2 separate regions of the Mus musculus genome follow, and region 1 is linked to region 2. The links are chromatin contacts, called in public Hi-C maps. All regions are on one chromosome and are shown on one strand. The core of a region is the stretch at or near the end of the contact, and the rest is flanking DNA. Distances in the headings are between cores, read along the strand shown.

Region 1 (3,348 bases), core at 754-3,253, 45 kb before region 2:
AGTTCCATGGGTGGGTCTCATATGCAAATTAAAAGGAACCACTTTGGCTGGATCTAGATGATATAAAACAGGAGTCTGTGAATGTAGGTCAGTGGTAGAGTGTCTGCCTAGCAAGCCCTGAGCACAACCCCCATCGCACAAATGTACACATGTACCCATGCACATGTGCACACACACAGAAGAATAAACTAGAGGGGCTGGAGAGAAGGCTCAGTCGCTAAGGGCCTGCACTGCTCTAGAAAACGACCTAAGTTCAGTCCCCAGCACCCATATCAGGTGGATCACAACCCGCCATGCCTCCAGTTCTGGGGCTGGGGGTTTATGGATGCCTCTGGGTTCCAAAGGCTGCTGCACTCACATGCACAGGCACTCTAATAGACACGTAATTAAAAATAAATGGCTTTTAAAAGAATGAATCAGAAAAAAAAATGTCTAGCTAGAGGACTCTTCCAGTCAACTTAAAAAGAAGTGAGCGAGCGACAGAAGTAGATCGGGTTGAGCACCCCTGGAACCTCAGCGCCTGGGAGGCTGAAGCGGGAGAAACTCTCGGGGATTCTCTACCTACTCTCCCACGGTCAGCTTACTCTTTTCCTCTCCTTTCTTGGTCAGGTAGTCATAAAAATGTACGAATTGGCGTTTTAATAACGCCTCCCACCCCAGGCCCCAAACTCCCAATAATGTTGTGTTCATAACTCTTAGCAGCAGCAGCAGCAGCAAGGATCAGTGGTACCCCACCCCCACCCCATGCATACCAGATTAACTCATGGTTCCAATGCAGTCTTAATAGCCAGCCTGGGCATCCCATAAGGGGACAAGAAGTAGGAGTATAATCCTCAGACTGGGGCTCAGGCTGGGCCTCAAGCAATTTTTAACCTCACAGGCCACCTGGAGAGTCTGAAAAAAACAAAGTTAACTCTCTTCAGAAAACGCCCCTCACCACTCAGCACGTGCTTTCAGGGGGTTCTATACTAGAATTAACTTTTGAATTAACTTAATTGAATAAATCAAAGTCCCATTCCTTAATATATGGTAAACAGAAAGCCGTAAGACCTCAAGAATCGAACGGTCTAGTAGTCAAAACAGAACAGTGGCCAGAAATCAACACATGCGTAGATAATGACAAGCGCCATGGAGAAGAGAGCATTCTAGAAGCCAGTGGCAGAGATTTTGTATAGGTTGAGTTGAGGAGGGAGCTTAGAAACTTAGAAACTTGTGCTTTGAGAGGCAATGGTTTTAAGTAGATGGGTGTGGTGGATTGATCCAGGCGACCCTACCAGGCATAGCAGGCCAGTCAAGTAAGTTAATGAAGAATTTAAGATTAACATGACTCTGGGCTGTGCTGCTTAGGGGTCAGTGCAGTGACAAAAGTTGGGGTCTGGGGTGGGGCTGCTACTAAAATGCTGAGTAGTGTCTTATGAACATACACACACACACACACACACACAGGGGAAATGAGCAAGTTTGGCTGTAGGGGAGCGGCCTTGAAGTCCTCCGTCCATTATCAGGGTCAGAAGTTAGCCCTGTGTCTGCTCAGTAAGATGAAAGAAAACCACGGGAGGGCAGCGGGTGGTGGAGAACTACGCTGGGCTCGTGGGCCTGAAAGTGAATTTTAGCTGCTGTATGCAAAGTCCTTGGTGTGTGGACAGAAGGGAGCCGGTAAGAAGGTTACAACAGGTCAGGAATAAATAACCAGCAGGCGGAGGATCCCGGATCCCGTCCTGCCTTTTGTTGGGTGAGGAGCGCCAGGCAAGCGCGTCCACCTTGGCTTAGGAAGGAGGCGATTGGACCGTCCGCCCGCAGCCGCAGCCCCGGGTGACGGTGAGGGAACCGGGGACGGGGGGGGGGAGGGGGGGAGGTACAAGACGGGACCTCAGAGCTCTGCTGTCCACCCGAAGCCCCGCGACGGGGACCCCGGAGTAAGTCGGGGACGGGCCGCGTTGCGGCGGGAGGGGGCGGGCGGGCAGATCCCACCCCTTCCTGAAGGAAGCGCCCTCCCCACCGCGACTGCCACCGCCGCCGCTGCCGCCGCAGGTCACGGCCCGCGAGCCGCCGCCGCCCGGAGCAGGTAGGCGCGGCGCCCTCATCCGCCCCTGGCCCCTGATGCCCTGCTCGTCCTGCTCCCGACCCAGCGAGGACCCCACCCGGGCGGCCGCGGTGCCTCCCCAGCCCCCGGGCGCGTACTCCCGAGCCCGAGGCGGGCGGTGCAGCTCCGCGGCGCGCCCGTCCCGCTCGCCGCCGCCGCAGTGTCGCCTGCGGCCCCCCGCCCCGCCCAGTGACAGGTGTCCCACCACCGCGGGTGGGGTCCGGGGAGGAGCGGCGGAGCCCAGCCTGCCGGCCCCGGCGCTAACTTGCGGTGCCCTGAGCGCAGCCCCGCGGCCGCCCTACTGGGCGCGCGTTCCTGGGAAGAATCCAGGATTTCGGGCTTAACCAGGGGGAGTGCGGGGGTGGGGTACGGGTCGCGGTGCACGAGGCGCTATGGTTATCCACGGTCATAATAATTTTCAAAAGTCGACATTCTTGGGTTATGGAGAGAGCCTTCGCTGAGTGGTTTTCCCCCTCCTTAAATGAATCAAAGAGGGAATAAGGGGTTTCCCAGTTGAAATTCATGTTCCTTCCTCCCCACCCGCCCTCCATTCATCCCTCTCTGTCCACCCCTGACCCCCATGGCACTTTATTATACCCTAAGCACTTTGCTGGTCTTTTGGTCGCGGTTTTTCCGACCAGATCTTTCAGGGCTGAGCCAGGGTGGTGATTGCCAACGTGAGAACAGAGCCCAGGTGAATGGAAGCCAGCCAACCCCCCTGGGCGATCCCAGGCTGACCTCCGACATACATGGTCCTGATAGGGAACCGAAATGCACGGATGCATTTAAAAGGCAAGACAGAATAAAGCACTTCTTAGATCTATTACAGTAACACCGCCGAAAGGGCGATATTAGTTTCTGCTTCTTCAATTCTCTGCTTGAATCGAAGACAGATTTTAATAATGCACGACTGTAACTCCATTCTGGGCTGCAGTTAATAAAAAGGGTAGGCGAATGTGAGTGTATGAAGTCCATGGTAGCAGTTAGTAAGCTGACCCACATAAAATGTCCCGTGTTGAGGGTAGACCGTTAGGCGCATACACGTTAATAGATGCAAAATGAATAATTTTACAATCTCAACTTGGGGCAGATACCTAACTTTTTCTTACACATGTCCTGGAGAAAACCCTGCTTCCAAAGTAACCATAGCTGTGCACGAGCTCTCTCTCTCCCCCTCTCTTGGCCTCCTTCTCCCTCTCCCTCTGCTCCTCCCCACCTTTTCTCTGTCTCTGTCTCCCTCCCTCCCTCCCCACTCACCCCACTAC
Region 2 (3,301 bases), core at 477-2,976:
ACAGGCTCCTGTCAGCAAGCACTTCTTCGCATCCTCAATAGTGTCTGGGTTTGGTGTCTGAATATGGGATGGATCCCCAGGTGGGACAATGTAGGGTCAAAGAGTGGAGCAGAGACTGAAGAAAAGGCCATCCAAAGACTGCCCAGATTGCTTTTATACAGGGTACTACATGGTGGAAGAATCTGCATGAAGGAAGTGAGCATTTACCAAATGTGGAGCGACCACTGGCTTTGGAAGATCAGGTCCTGGGCAGCTAACTACACTCCATCAGCTCCCGCTTCTGATGGTTGCCATTCTGCTGATGGAGTCGTTCTGCTTGGGTTCAGGGGACGTGAGTTCAGTTTTTGATTAGTTCTTGCTGAAGGAAGGATGCCGGATGACGTACAGCATGCTCCTGTACCCTCTGCGCACCAACAACCTCTGGTGGTATATTTCACGTGCTTTCTGTCCTTCAGGAGAAGTCATTGGCATAAAATGATCTCCAAGAGACTTCTTAAAGAATTATTTATATATATTACGTGTGTGTGTGTGTGTGTGTGTGTGTGTGTGTGTGTGTGTGTGTATTTTCCAGTTAGGAAGAGCACATGTATGTCACTGATAGGTTAAATCTTAGTCTTAACTGCAACCCAAAGAAGTAGGTACTATATGAACCCCATGCTGTGATGAGAAAACTGAGGCTTAGTAAGGTTAAGCAAAATGCATCACCCCACTGATCCAGGTCACACTCGTGGCCCTTGCTCTAGCCTGAGGTCCATACAATGGGATGTAGAAGAATAATCATCAGTTTCTTTGCATTTGTAGCACTATCCACCAAGAAGCTGGCAGCTGATTGACAAGGAGCTCCACCGTCAGTGGTCAGGGATGGCTGGTCCTGCTCCTTGCTCAGGGTCAGGATTCTCCCACTAGCCAGGCAAGCTTCAACCTGTTTGCCTGTCAGATCTTTATCTCCTGGAGTTCCTGGGAGTTTTCTGTCCCTGGAGACTTGGCTGGAACATTTCTTGTTTTGCTTTGATTTGTTTCAGGTTTGCTTGTTTTCCCTTCACTGAACTAAGTATTGATGTCAGAGCCTAGGCAAGAGAGAGCCTGCATCTCGTGGGCTCAATCTTGTTCTAGAGCTCAGAGCTGACACGGCGTGTCAGAGAGGCTGCTGTTGTGCAGTCTCGCAGCTGGGGACCAGGGCACACATGGCGGCTTGCGGTCAGACTATTGTATGGCTTTTTTGTTGTTGTTTATTGCCTTTGGAATAGGCAGATACATGAAATAATTGCACACCAAAGGGCAAGCAAATAGACTTCAGAACTGTCCCCAAACAATCACATCACCATCGACAAATCACATCAGTGACAAAACCCAGGCTTTCCCCTGCCTCAGAGGAGGCTTGAGTCCTTCAGGAAGTATTTGACAAGTAGGGATTAGATTTGTGCATCTATGAAAGCTCTGTGAGGATGGGGCTGAGGGGGTATCTCAGTCGATGGAGGGCTTGTCTAGCAGGAACCTTTGTTTAATCCCCAGCACCACAGAATCCAGGGCTGGTGGTGTGTGCCTGTAATTTCAGGACTTTGGAAGTGGAGGCAGGAGGATCAGGAGTTCAGGGACATCCTGACGATGTAGCAAGTTTAAAACCATCCAGGACTAGATGAAATCCTCTCTCAAGGGAGAGAAAACTGGAAATTTTTACATACGTAGGAAAGATTAGCCATTTTAAAGTCAGGACACCGTCCTCTGGCCTCAGCTCTCCCATGGACTGGGGGAAACACGGTCACTCTGGTCTCCTGGGTATCACCTAATTCCCAGGGCAAGGTTATGTATGTCACTGTCACCTAAGGATCATAGGATGTTTCCAGTAGCTTATGAACAATGGCTTTGCCGTTTGGACTTCAGCATCTACATATACTAATTAGCCACAGAAGAAAAGATTCCGCTGTGGCAACAAGAATCTAAAGACAAGATGGCTTTAAAACATGGAAGGCTTGTTTGTCTTTTTAATTTATGTAACAGAGGGTGGGTGTTACGAATCAGTGGGAGAGGAGGTTCTGATAACAGCTAGGCCATCTGCAGCGTTGTGAATGTGCAGGGTCGCTGTTGTTTTAGATCAGAGGCAATCCCTCCTGTTCATGTCCCATTGGTAAGAAATTAATCATTAGCTGTGCCGCAGCCCAGAGGAACTGGGTTGCCATAAGTGGGACAGCTGTGTGCCCAGATCTTCTGCTCACACAGGGGAAGAAGGGGACGTTGACTTTCATAGACAGCTGGTAATCTGCCACCACCAGCTCTTTCCTGGCTCCCAGAAAATCTCCATTTCCTACAGTGCTCCACCACTGTAACTGGAAGGCATGTGTGAGTGTAGAAGGTGGGTAACCTGCCATTTAGTTTATAGTGTGTAAGACTGCATGCAAGCACTCCAACCTGAGTTTGATCCTCTGAACACATACACAATCACACACACACACACACACACACAGAGAGGATGTATACTCACATGTGCATGCACATATGCAGACATTCACAAATATCACACATACATATACACACATTATATATACACACACATTATGCATAAGTAACATGTACACTCACGCACATTATATATACACATGCACATACATGCACACACATCACACATACATACACATCACGTATGTACATTATACATTCATATTATATACATATATATACACATACACACATTATGCACACACAAACATACATACATGCAGTATACACACATATACTATACATACACACAAACATATACATACATGAATATATGCACACACACACACATTATAATCACACAGTAATAAGACTATGAAAGAATCACATCTACCCAGGCAGAAAGGGCAGTGTGTTACCCAGAAACCATAACTTCCAGGTGGAGACTTACTGTACTCACGAAATACAAGCATCCATTCCAAGTCCACCCCAGAGCTAGCACCTGCTTTCTGTCCATCCTGCCGTCTCTGTTGGTTGAGCCACTTTGGTCTCCATAAGTGAGACCACACAGCACTGTCTTATGTTCATTAAATGGCATTTGTCAGAATTCCCTTTTTATGGCTGGCCTTGCACTTGTGACAACCCTTGAGTGCTGGGATTGCAGATGGGAGCCACCATGTCTGCCCCCCTCCAAAGCTACGTAATATTCCATTGTATGTAAAGTGCCAAACTTTTTCGCCCACTGATGGGCAGGCACTCGGCTTGTTTCTGTCTTAGGCTGCTGGGAATGCTGCTGCTCTAAGTGTGCGTTTACATGCATCTGTTCACATCGCTGGCTTCCATTCTTAGGGTTTGAATTAGGTGCTTT

What was found. A called contact is a pair of places that touch in the nucleus more often than the background predicts.
Region 1: a contact with region 2 is called in a Hi-C map of the N1E-115 cell line, with 2.2 times the contacts expected there. The contact joins the promoter of Tmem150c here to the enhancer-like site in region 2. A contact is called at or near these places in 2 of 39 promoter capture datasets (embryonic stem cells and macrophages), 6 of 484 Hi-C or Micro-C datasets (the N1E-115 cell line, brain, cerebral cortex and 3 more), 3 of 115 datasets of contacts at active chromatin or transcription factors (embryonic stem cells and forebrain) and 2 of 9 other capture datasets (adipose tissue and pancreatic islet).

The regions. Positions count from the first base shown.
Region 1 is chr5:100,157,936-100,161,283 of GRCm38.p6, reverse strand. It overlaps Tmem150c (transmembrane protein 150C), which reads left to right and starts at 2,003. Exons shown (of 8, transcript NM_001382851.1): 1 at 2,003-2,065.
Region 2 is chr5:100,112,431-100,115,731 of GRCm38.p6, reverse strand. The region is part of intron 1 of Tmem150c (transmembrane protein 150C); the gene reads left to right. It overlaps Gm36167 (a long non-coding RNA gene), which reads right to left. Exons shown (of 4, transcript XR_880476.3): 4 at 71-3,301. Among named protein-coding and RNA genes, the nearest start is that of Gm36167, 4.3 kb to the right of the region's middle. Within about 2 kb of position 1,726, at least 6 of the 459 cell types and tissues checked have an H3K27ac peak or open chromatin away from gene starts, as enhancers often do. A contact at or near this core is called in the N1E-115 cell line, where this site is marked.